Regions from separate parts of the Mus musculus genome. Here region 1 is linked to region 2. A link is a contact called in public Hi-C data. All regions are on one chromosome and are shown on one strand. The core of a region is the stretch at or near the end of the contact, and the rest is flanking DNA. Distances in the headings are between cores, read along the strand shown. Region 1 has its middle 21 kb from the start of Gm32912. Region 2 overlaps Parp4 (poly (ADP-ribose) polymerase family, member 4).

The links. Hi-C and Micro-C count contacts between places; a contact is called where the count stands out from the background.
Region 1: a contact with region 2 is called in a Hi-C map of liver, with 2.5 times the contacts expected there. The contact joins two enhancer-like sites. A contact is called at or near these places in 1 of 39 promoter capture datasets (liver) and 1 of 484 Hi-C or Micro-C datasets (liver).

The regions. Positions count from the first base shown.
Region 1 is chr14:57,081,214-57,086,020 of GRCm38.p6, reverse strand. No RefSeq gene overlaps it. Among named protein-coding and RNA genes, the nearest start is that of Gm32912, 21 kb to the left of the region's middle. Within about 2 kb of position 1,435, at least 30 of the 459 cell types and tissues checked have an H3K27ac peak or open chromatin away from gene starts, as enhancers often do. A contact at or near this core is called in liver, where this site is marked.
Region 2 is chr14:56,624,218-56,629,095 of GRCm38.p6, reverse strand. Parp4 (poly (ADP-ribose) polymerase family, member 4) reads right to left here. Exons shown (of 35, transcript NM_001145978.2): 25 at 1,607-1,706; 26 at 1-22. Among named protein-coding and RNA genes, the nearest start is that of Gm16573, 6.1 kb to the right of the region's middle. Within about 2 kb of position 2,690, at least 7 of the 459 cell types and tissues checked have an H3K27ac peak or open chromatin away from gene starts, as enhancers often do. A contact at or near this core is called in liver, where this site is marked.

The DNA of each region.
Region 1 (4,807 bases), core at 186-2,685, 460 kb before region 2:
GAGGTCAACCGAACAGTAGCTGCCTTGCTTGCTTGCTTGCCTACACAACCGTTCGGATTCTTAAGATAAAGCTCCCCAAAGCAACTCCTGTCTTAAAACAGAAAACAAAAACTGCAAAACGCCATGAGCCTCTCTTCCCAGAAAGAGTCTCCTCCCCAGAATCTAGAATGCCAGTCCCAGGGTTGTCACCCTGGGCTTATGCTCTGACATCCCCTCTTTTCTTTTTATTGGCATTACAATCTAATCGCAGGGTATATTTAAATCCTGTATTGGACAAAAGGATACAGAAATATTCCAGTAAGCTGTCTTTAACTTGGACAGACAGCTCTGATGGGAAAGATAGCCGCCTGAGAAACCCTGACAAGATCTTTATCGCACAACAATTTGAAGAATTTATCATGAGCATTAGTAAGTGCGCCTAATATTTGTAAAGTGCTCTGACTTCTGCCTCAACCCTTTCCTTCATAGCTAAGTCCTGTGACAGTCATTTGAGTCTGGAGGTATTAGGCCCAGTTTCCAGATAAAGAACTGAGCTCAGGGCAGCTCACTTCCCCTGAGGGAACACAACTAACAATAATACAAAACAGCTTCTAATACTAGACAGCCACATTTACACAACCTTTTAAGTGTTCAAACTAATTTAAATGATACCAAGATAAGAAAGTGGTTGGCAGAGTTGCTGACACACCACACAGGCCTCAATGAATTTAATTGTCCCTTCTCTTTGCCAATGTTGGCATCTCTAGGATGCCAATAAAGTAGGCGTGGCCTCCCCTTAGTTACCAAGGAGGAGAGCAGAGGAGAGGAGAGCTGGAGGGCTTGTCCAAAGAAGACATGGAACAAGCCACCAAGCTGGAATTTGAAAGACCTAAGTCTTGTGTGTGTGTGTGTGTGTGTGTGTGTGTGTGTGTGTGTGTGTGTGTTAAGATTCAATTGGACTGTGTGCCATAGAAAGCTTTTCCTAACTGGCAAATTATTTTAAATGTCTCTAGTATTTCAACAGCGAGCATTCAAGCTTAGGTATGTGCATTCCTTGAGTCCACCACAGCATCAGGGTGTCAGGCATGGTGGTACATACCTGTAATCTCAGTACCATGGGAGGGAGAAGAAGGGCCAGAGATTCAAAGCCATTCTGGCCACACAGGAAGTTTAAGGTCAACCTGGGTTACTTGAGACCCTGTCACACACAAAAAATAAAAAAGTAAAAAATTAAGAAAATGATTTGATGGCCCCGTGCCTGCTTAGCATGTGTGACGTTTTGGGTTTCACTGCCAATCCTGCAACAAAAAATTAATTACAATATTAATTATTAATTAATTAAGTGTTAGCAGGTAAGTGGCTTCAGCTGAAGGTCCTCAGAGAAGGAGCAGTTTAGCGATCAGACAGGAAGTGGACTCAAAACCAGCCACCACTGCAGGGTCAAGAGTACAAGTGCTTGAATTCTGAAGCACGGAGGCCAAGACAAACAGCAGGAAAATGATCTTTTACTAATCCACACACATTACTTCCTCCTCCACAGAAGCCAGACGCAGGCAGCACCCCTGAGTTCCAAAGGAAAGGAGTCTGTGTGCTGCTCATAAACTTGCAGCAGGCACTGGGACACCCCTCATTTCAGACGTGGGGCCCTCAAGATTCAAGGTGTGAAAGAGAGGCTCTAATTACAGGCCTTGCCAGGATGCTCGGCCGGCCGGCCGGTGTGGGTGATTCAGCAAGCTTCTGACTTCTCTTTGAGTTCCTGCCAAAACGAGGTCAGGACTGGTTTGTTGGAGCTTGAGAACCTCATCTCCCACATCTAATGAGGAAGCGTAAGTCTCTGGGCCGGGAAGGAATGATAGCATTGCAGACTCTGGGGAGGAAGAGCTGGAGGCAGGGGCATCACAGGTGCTCAGGCCCGAGGGTACTGGGCCAGCACTGACAAGCCAGGGGGTGTCCGTATGAACTGAGACGACAAACTGGATGAGGCAGCCAGAGACCAGCCCACTGCGATGAGGATGATGTACCGAGTAAGAAAAGCGCACGAACCCTGGGCGGTGACCAGGAGAAGATACGTGTTCTAGCTCCACTCACATCTAGTCAAGCATTAGAGAATGTAAGATCCACGAGCTCCAACATGAAAGGAGGTGATCCTGTCCCCTTATACCGGATACAATGACACCTTGGCCTCAGATGAGGCCCTTCTTCCCTGTGTGCTCTTAGTTCAAGAGAGTACCTGGACTGAGTAACACTCTCTGTCTTGTCTCCCTCTTTCTGCCCCTCCCTCGTCATCAACCCCCAAAACCCACCTGCCCTCTTCATTTGGGAGATGGATTCAACCTGCCAGGCTCAATACGCTCTACCCTGTTCTGGATGGCGCCAGCCTCAAGCCCAGGGGGCGTTTAGTCTGTCCTTACAAAAGGTCAACATCTATTTTAGAAAGAGGTACCTTAGAAAGTTACCTTTCCAGCTGGCATGGTGCCACACACTTGCAATTCCAGTAGTCAAGGAGGCCAAGATAGGAGTATCACAAGTCTGTGTCCAACCTGAGCTATACAGTGGGACCCTGTCTCAAAAAATAAAATAAAATCGAAACTGAGAAAAATGGCTCATTTGGTAAAGTGTTTCCTATGCAAGCGTGGAGAGACCTGACTTTGTATCCTCAGCACCCACATTAAAGGTGCCACATGCTGTGGCATCTGTCTGCAAGCCCATCACTGGATAGTATTCCCACAGCTGGTTGATTAGCCAGCCTAGCCAATCACATGAGTGCTCAGGCCAGTGATTGAAGGACCAAAACCAGAAGCTCTTACTAACCCAGGAGCTTACTGATTGGCCATTACTAACCCTGGAACTTCCTGATTGGTCTTTGCTAACCCTGGAGTTTACTGATTGGCCTTTACTAACCCTGGTGCTTACCGATTGGTTCTTACTAACCTGGAGCTTACTGATTGGCTCTTACTAACCTTGGAGCTTACTGATTGGCTCTTACCCTGGTGCTTACTGATTGGCCTTTACTAACCCTGGAACTTCCTAATTGGCTCTTACTGACCCTGGAGCTTACTGATTGGCTCTTACTAACCCTGAAGCTTACTGATTGGTTCTTACTAACCCTGGAGCTTACTGATTGGTTCTTACTAACCCTGGAGCTTACTGATTGGCTACACACACACACACACACACACACACTACACTACTACAGTCACACAAAAATAGTCAAATCAAATTAATATGAAGTCACCTTATTCTAGCTTTTTAGAGCTGAGATCTCCCTCTGCTTGTCTGCTTGTCCTGTATGTTACCTCTGTGTCATTCTGAGCTTGGGAGGTACAAGTTTAGATCTAGCTTGTCCCCATCAAAATTAGTGCTGAGGCTTGATCCCAAAGTAGTGGTGCTGAGAGGTGGTGAGGCATTTAAGAGACTACAAGGAATCTGCCATCATGAATAACTCAATGTTTTTCTCCTAGGAGCGGGTTAGTGGCCATAAGAGTCCACCTCCCCTGTTCTGCAGAAACTTACCACCACTCCTTCCCCCCATCTATGAGAAGCATGAAGCCTACACCATAAGATGGTAGATCTAATCTTCCAGCCTTCAGACCACAGAGCAAATTAAAACCTGCCTTGCCTTGCCTTGCCTTGCCTTGCCTTGCCTTGCCTTGCCTTGCCTTGCCTTGCCTTGCCTTGCCTTGCCTTGCCTTGCCTTGCCTTGCCTTTTCTCCCTTCCTCCCTTCCTCCCTTCCTCCCTTCCTCCCTTCCTCCCTTCCTCCCTCCCTCCCTCTCTCCCTCCCTCCCTCCCTCCCTCCCTTCCTTCCTTCCTTTCTTCCTTGTCATTTATTTGTTTTTAGGTGGGGGTCTCACTATGAAGGCCTGGCTGACCTATAACTCAGTATGTAAATCAGGCTGTCTTGAACTCACAGAGATCCTCTTGCCTCTGCCTCCCATGTGCTGATATTAAAGGCATGCCCTACCACACATGGATACTGCTTCTTGTTTTAGTGTATTTTGAACCAGGGTCTTCTCTTATAGCTCGGGTTGGCCCGATACAGCAACCCTCCTATCTCAGCCCCCTGAGTGCAGAAAATATAGCTGTGCATCCTCATATCCTCAGGACCTGGCGCTTGCCAGGCCTCCCTCTGGCTCCTTTCCTCCCTGGGAGCTGACCCCAGTCTGCAGACCTACTTAGAGTCCAGGGTCAGCGTTTCACAGTGGAGGCCCATCACATCCTCACTTGATGTCAAAGGCATTCACTGAGATGCTTCTGACTCTCCTCTGTGCCTTCATTTGTCCAACTTTAAACTGACCTTGTCTGGATAGCTCCTGGTCTTCCTCTACCATGGTGGAGGTTCTGCTGCTATGACATGACCTGCAAAGATCCATGTGTACAGGAACACATGGCCCATGGCAGTCACAGGCCTCCATAGCCACCTCTAATAGGCTCAGAAGGGAGGGATGGTTGAGATCAGTCCTGGGCAAAGTGTTGACAGAAATTACATTTTCCCAAATCCCTGGGAAATAGTTTGACCTTCAGGTACTCCCCCCCCCCAACCACCACCACATTTCCCAGGGATTTGGGGGGGGGTTTGCATGCTTCTGCATTCTCTGACCAAAATATTCCAAATGAAATCTAAAATGGTTCTGACCATATGAAGTGGACCCACTAAACCTGAAACTGTCCTTTCTTTACAAAAGGGATGGGACACACCACCGTAAACCTGCACCACAGCCCCAGGCTCCCACTGACACGTGGCAAACGCCCATAGGAATCCATGGGTTCTGTGCACATTGCCTCCATCCCCATCGATATTACCATCAGATCTTCCTCCCATGCTCTTGT
Region 2 (4,878 bases), core at 1,441-3,940:
TCCTGGTCATTTGAGCTTCTATCTGTAATACAAGAGAAAATACTTCCCCTTCAATATTAACATCTAAAACCAAACAAACAAAAAGCCAGCCAGGGATACATCTCAGTTGGTAGGCCACTTGAGTGCTTGCCCTGTATAAACAGTAGTATGGCTTCAATCTCTAGCACCATAAACTCAACAAACCACAGAAATACTTAACATGTAGAAGCTTACATTGTGTCTTTGAGAATTTTAGAGGTTTTTTTCCTTCCTGTAATGGGGCATTTTTCCAGGGGTGGGGTAGGGATGTTTTATTTTGAGACAAGGTTTTAATATATAGTCTTGGCTGGCTTGGAATTTGCTTTGTAGACCAGGCAGGTCTCAAACTTATAGTGATCTGCCTGCCTCTGCCTCTCTGCCTCTCTGCCTCTCTGCCTCTCTGCCTCTCTGCCTCTCTGCCTCTGCCTCTCAAGTGCTGGGATTTAAGGTGCCATCAGCTTGAATAAATATACTTAAGTTTTTCTATTTCAGCTTGTGGAGATGGCACAACAGTGGAAGCACTTGCCACACAAGCTGGGAAGCTCTGTATCCTTGCCAGCAGGAGTGGAAAATGTGCAGCTGCCATGGAAAACAGACTTCTACTTCTGAGTGCAAACCCAAAGTTGAACAAATGGAAAGGCTCGACAGATACTGTGAGCCAGCATTCATGCAAGCAACATCACAGCGGCGTGTGGTGGGGTAGGTCAAGTTCATTGATAGGTTAACAAATATAATGAGGTGTGTGCACCTCTCTCTGTCTGTCTACCTCTCTCTTTATCACTTACTCTATTTGTGATAGAATAATCATATATGAACATTTGATACACTATTTTTCATCGCTAAGATGGGCACTGTGGCATACACCTGTACTCTCAACACTTAGATTAATAGAGGCAGTGGGATTAAGAGATCAAGTCCACCCTCAGCTCAGCCTGGGTTACACGAGATTCCTTTTTTTTTTTTTTTTTTCAAAACACAATTAAAAAATAATAAAATACTTGGCCTTAAAATGAAAAGAAATTCTGTCAACAACACAACACACTGATAAGTCTTGTGACTATTATGATAATAAGCCAGACACAAAAGAGCAAATGTTTTATGCCTCTATCTAGAAGTATCTGGAAAAGGTAAACTCATAAAGACTAGAAATAGAATAGATATTGTCCAGCACTGAAGGCAGGAGGCAAAGAGAGTTACTATTATATTTAATTTATATCACATTATTATACTTCCTGTTGGGGGTGTGGCTAAGCTCTGGAAGTGACTGGAAATGATGGTTAGACAACTTTGGATCTGTAAATCTTGTGTGCATTTTATCACAATGAAGAACTAGCATGGGGTGTGGTCACGTCTGTAATCCAGGTGCTGTGGGGCAGAGGGAAGAGAGGTGCTGAGAATACAGACATGCACTACCATGTCCGGGTTGGCCTTTCTAATTATTAAAGAAAATGTTTCAAAAGCTTCGGCTTCCTTGTCAGTCTTGTCTATTCACAAAAGATAGAAGTTGCTACCGACTTGTAAGGAGATAGGATTTCCACATGTAAACAAACGAGTACAGGCAAGATGTTTAAAAAAGAAACCCACATACCTGTTTTTTCCAACTGTGCTTAGATTTTGAGTTAAAATATTCAAATACTCCAGCGCCACACTGAGACAAGGTCCTTAAGATGTGACGATTTGCTGTGGAACTGATCACATTTCACACATTTTAATTAAAAACAATTTTCTTTTTCAGACAGGGCTTATCTATGTAGCCCCTGGAACACACTCTACACCAGACTGGCCTCGAACTCATAGAGATCCTCCTGCCTCTGCCTCTGCCTCTGCCTCATTTTATTTTCTTCTCTTCTCTTTCTTCTCTCTCTCTCTCTCTTTCTTAAGAGTCTCACTCTGTTACTAAGCTATTCTTGAACTTGGGGCAATCTTTCCACCTCTTTCAAGTATTTAACATTATGGTGTAAGACCCCCGAAGCTGGGCCTCCACTCAAGTCCCGGGATGAGCTGGCCAGCACCCCAATGACTGGAGAGAAAACCACACCTGATGCAAACTGCAAGAGGTTTTATTATCAGCTAGCTGAGGACAAAGTCCCTCCACCGTGCAGGGTGCAGGGCAGGGGAGTTCGACCCTGAGTGGTAACAGTAGGGGACTTTTAACAACTAGCTGAGGAATTGGGAGGAGCTGCGACGAGAGTTGGGAGGAGTTGGGAGGAGTAGGGAGGAGAGTTGGTTACATCTCCTTTCTGGCAAAGGAGGGGGGGAGTGAGCTGCAGCCTCCTCTCCGGCGTCCATCTCCATGTCCTTGTAGGTCTTCCTACAATTATCGCATCTCTGGCTTCCAGGGAGAAATGCTCTAAGTTGGGGTCTCACAATGGTAAGCTCAGCTGAGTTAGTTTTTAGACTGGTCTTACTTAGTAGCCTGTGCTGGCTTTGAGCTTTTAGTTTCTTACTTCATCTTGTCAGGAGCTGAGATTATGTTTGTGGCATGATACCCAGTAATTTTCAAGCCATTCTAGACATAGTTGCTAAATAGATGTTAACAATGTCAAGAAAGATGAGTTAAGAATTTGTTCTTCTGTCCCTGAGGTAAACAGATTAAATGTGCTAGGGTGTAGCTCATGGTTGGGCACACCCAAGGCGAGTGGGGCTCTTGAGTCAATAAAGCACTGGCAAAATGTAGAGGGCGCAAAGTCCTTGTACAGATAAGCGTTAGGAAACCCAGGACTGTTAAACATGCAGTGTTCTCTCTCCAGAGGAAGAAATGCACAACTGGTTTTCTGCCCAGAGGCTGGGAATGGAGATGTTAGAAGTCTGGTGACCTCTGTGCTATCCGTATGATGGTGGCCACAATGGCTCCCCAAGCCCTTAAGATAACATGTGAGAGCTTCGATGTAAGTATGCCGTAAGTTTTATTGTACACAGAGGATCGTGTTACACCAAAAACCTCCTCCCGCCCCAAAATGTATTGTGCTTAAATATGCCTAAAATAAACTTCCTGTTTCAGACTCTGGTGTTTCAAACCAACACCGGCTACTGAGTTGTGTTGAAGCAGATTTTTTTTTCTTGCCTCACACAAATGACACTCTTTCTGGCCAGGGTATTTGCAGAGACCTCTGTAGCAGAAATATTAAACAATAAGTACATAAATTCAGGCAGTTGGTGGCACACTCCTTTAATCCCAGAATTTGGGAGGCAGAGGCAGGCAGATCTCTAAATTCAAGGACAGCCTGGTCTATACAGTGAGACCCAGGACAGCCAGGGATATATAGAGAAACCCAGTCTTGAAAAAGAAATAAAATAAAGTAAAATAAGTAAATAAAACCAAATACTTCCACACTTAAAAACAAACAAACAAACAACAACCACAGTAATGGCAACAGCAAAAGGTGCAGGATTTGGTGGCATGGTTGTGAGATGCAGGCAAGAGACCAGGAGTCCAAGCATGTCCTTGGTTACTTTTTTTTGTCGTTGTTATTTTTGTTTTTTCGAGACAGGGTTTCTCTGTGTGGCCCTGGCTGTCCAGGAACTCATTCTGTAGACCAGGCTGGCCTGGAACTCACAAATCCACCTGCCTCTGCCTCTCCAGTGCTGGGATAATAGGCCATCACCGCCAGGCTCCTTGGTTACATTTAAGGCCAGCCTGGGCTACGCAGATACCTTTCTTAAACAAACCAAACTGTGAACAAACCAAAAAACTTCAAAGATATGAGAATGATACTTGATAAAAGATAGCTGCCTAAAGAGCTAGGATGTAGCTCACTTTGTAGCGTGTTTGCCTAGCATGCACAAGGTCCTGGGTTCAATCCCAGTACTGACCAGACAGGTGTGCCAGTACACATCGGTAATTCTACACTTGGAAGGTAAAGGCAGGAAGATCAGAGACCTTGTCATAAAACAAAAATATCAGCCCAGCTGGGCACGGAGGCATATGCCTATAGTTCTAGCATTCAAGAGGCAAGAGGATCTCAGGATTCAGGCCAGCCTGGTCTACATAATAATTTTCTGGCTAGTCTGGGCTACTGAGTGAGACCTTGTCTTAAAATAAACCAAAACAACCGATACAAAGGGGAAAAACTAAACAGAGGCATGGAGAGTTGTTGGAGCTTGGAGCACCCAGTTTCGCTTTTACCATCAGTCGCCGTAGAGTGCCTTCCGAGGCTATGAAGAGGCAGGGATGGAAAGACTGGGAAGGTATCATGGATATTCTGGACCCTTGAGGCCCAGAGCTTGTAGTCAGGGCTCACGTGTGAGGACGGCACAGCGGTCTACAAACCTCCTCACTAATCTGCCTCCCATCCTGCCTCAGAAGAGGGACACCTGGTGCCCAGGAGAGGCAGCTGTGCAGGATGAATCTCTGGGCTTCAGGGCCAGGCACCAGGTAGGGATTCTGCTAGAGCAGCAGGAAACTCTCCTTGCCTTTGCCTTACACAGATGCCAACTACAATCCAACAACGTGAGGAAAGACTGTGACCTCAGGGCTTCAAAGGTGCAAATGCAGAAAACTGATAGCAAAGGAGAGGGAGAAGGCAGGTGTGAGGCAGGCTGCAGCCCCAAGGGTAGGCATTGCCAACCATGCACATGTGCAAATCAGCCCCAGGGAGCTGTGCCAGGCTGCTCAGGACAAGCTAGTCATCTAAACCTTTATACTAAATAACAGTCCCATGAAGCCCTGTTTTACACATGAAACCGCCTGCCCGAGGTCCCTGTGGTCGTGAACCACTGGCAGCGTGGTCCCAAGCCAAGAGCTCAGCTCCTCTGCAACATACAGATTTCATGTATTCATACCAGCTTCCAAGCTTGCAAAGTTCCCAGACAAACTAAAGACTTGTCCACCAGCTGCCTTGGTCACAATGGTGACCCGAT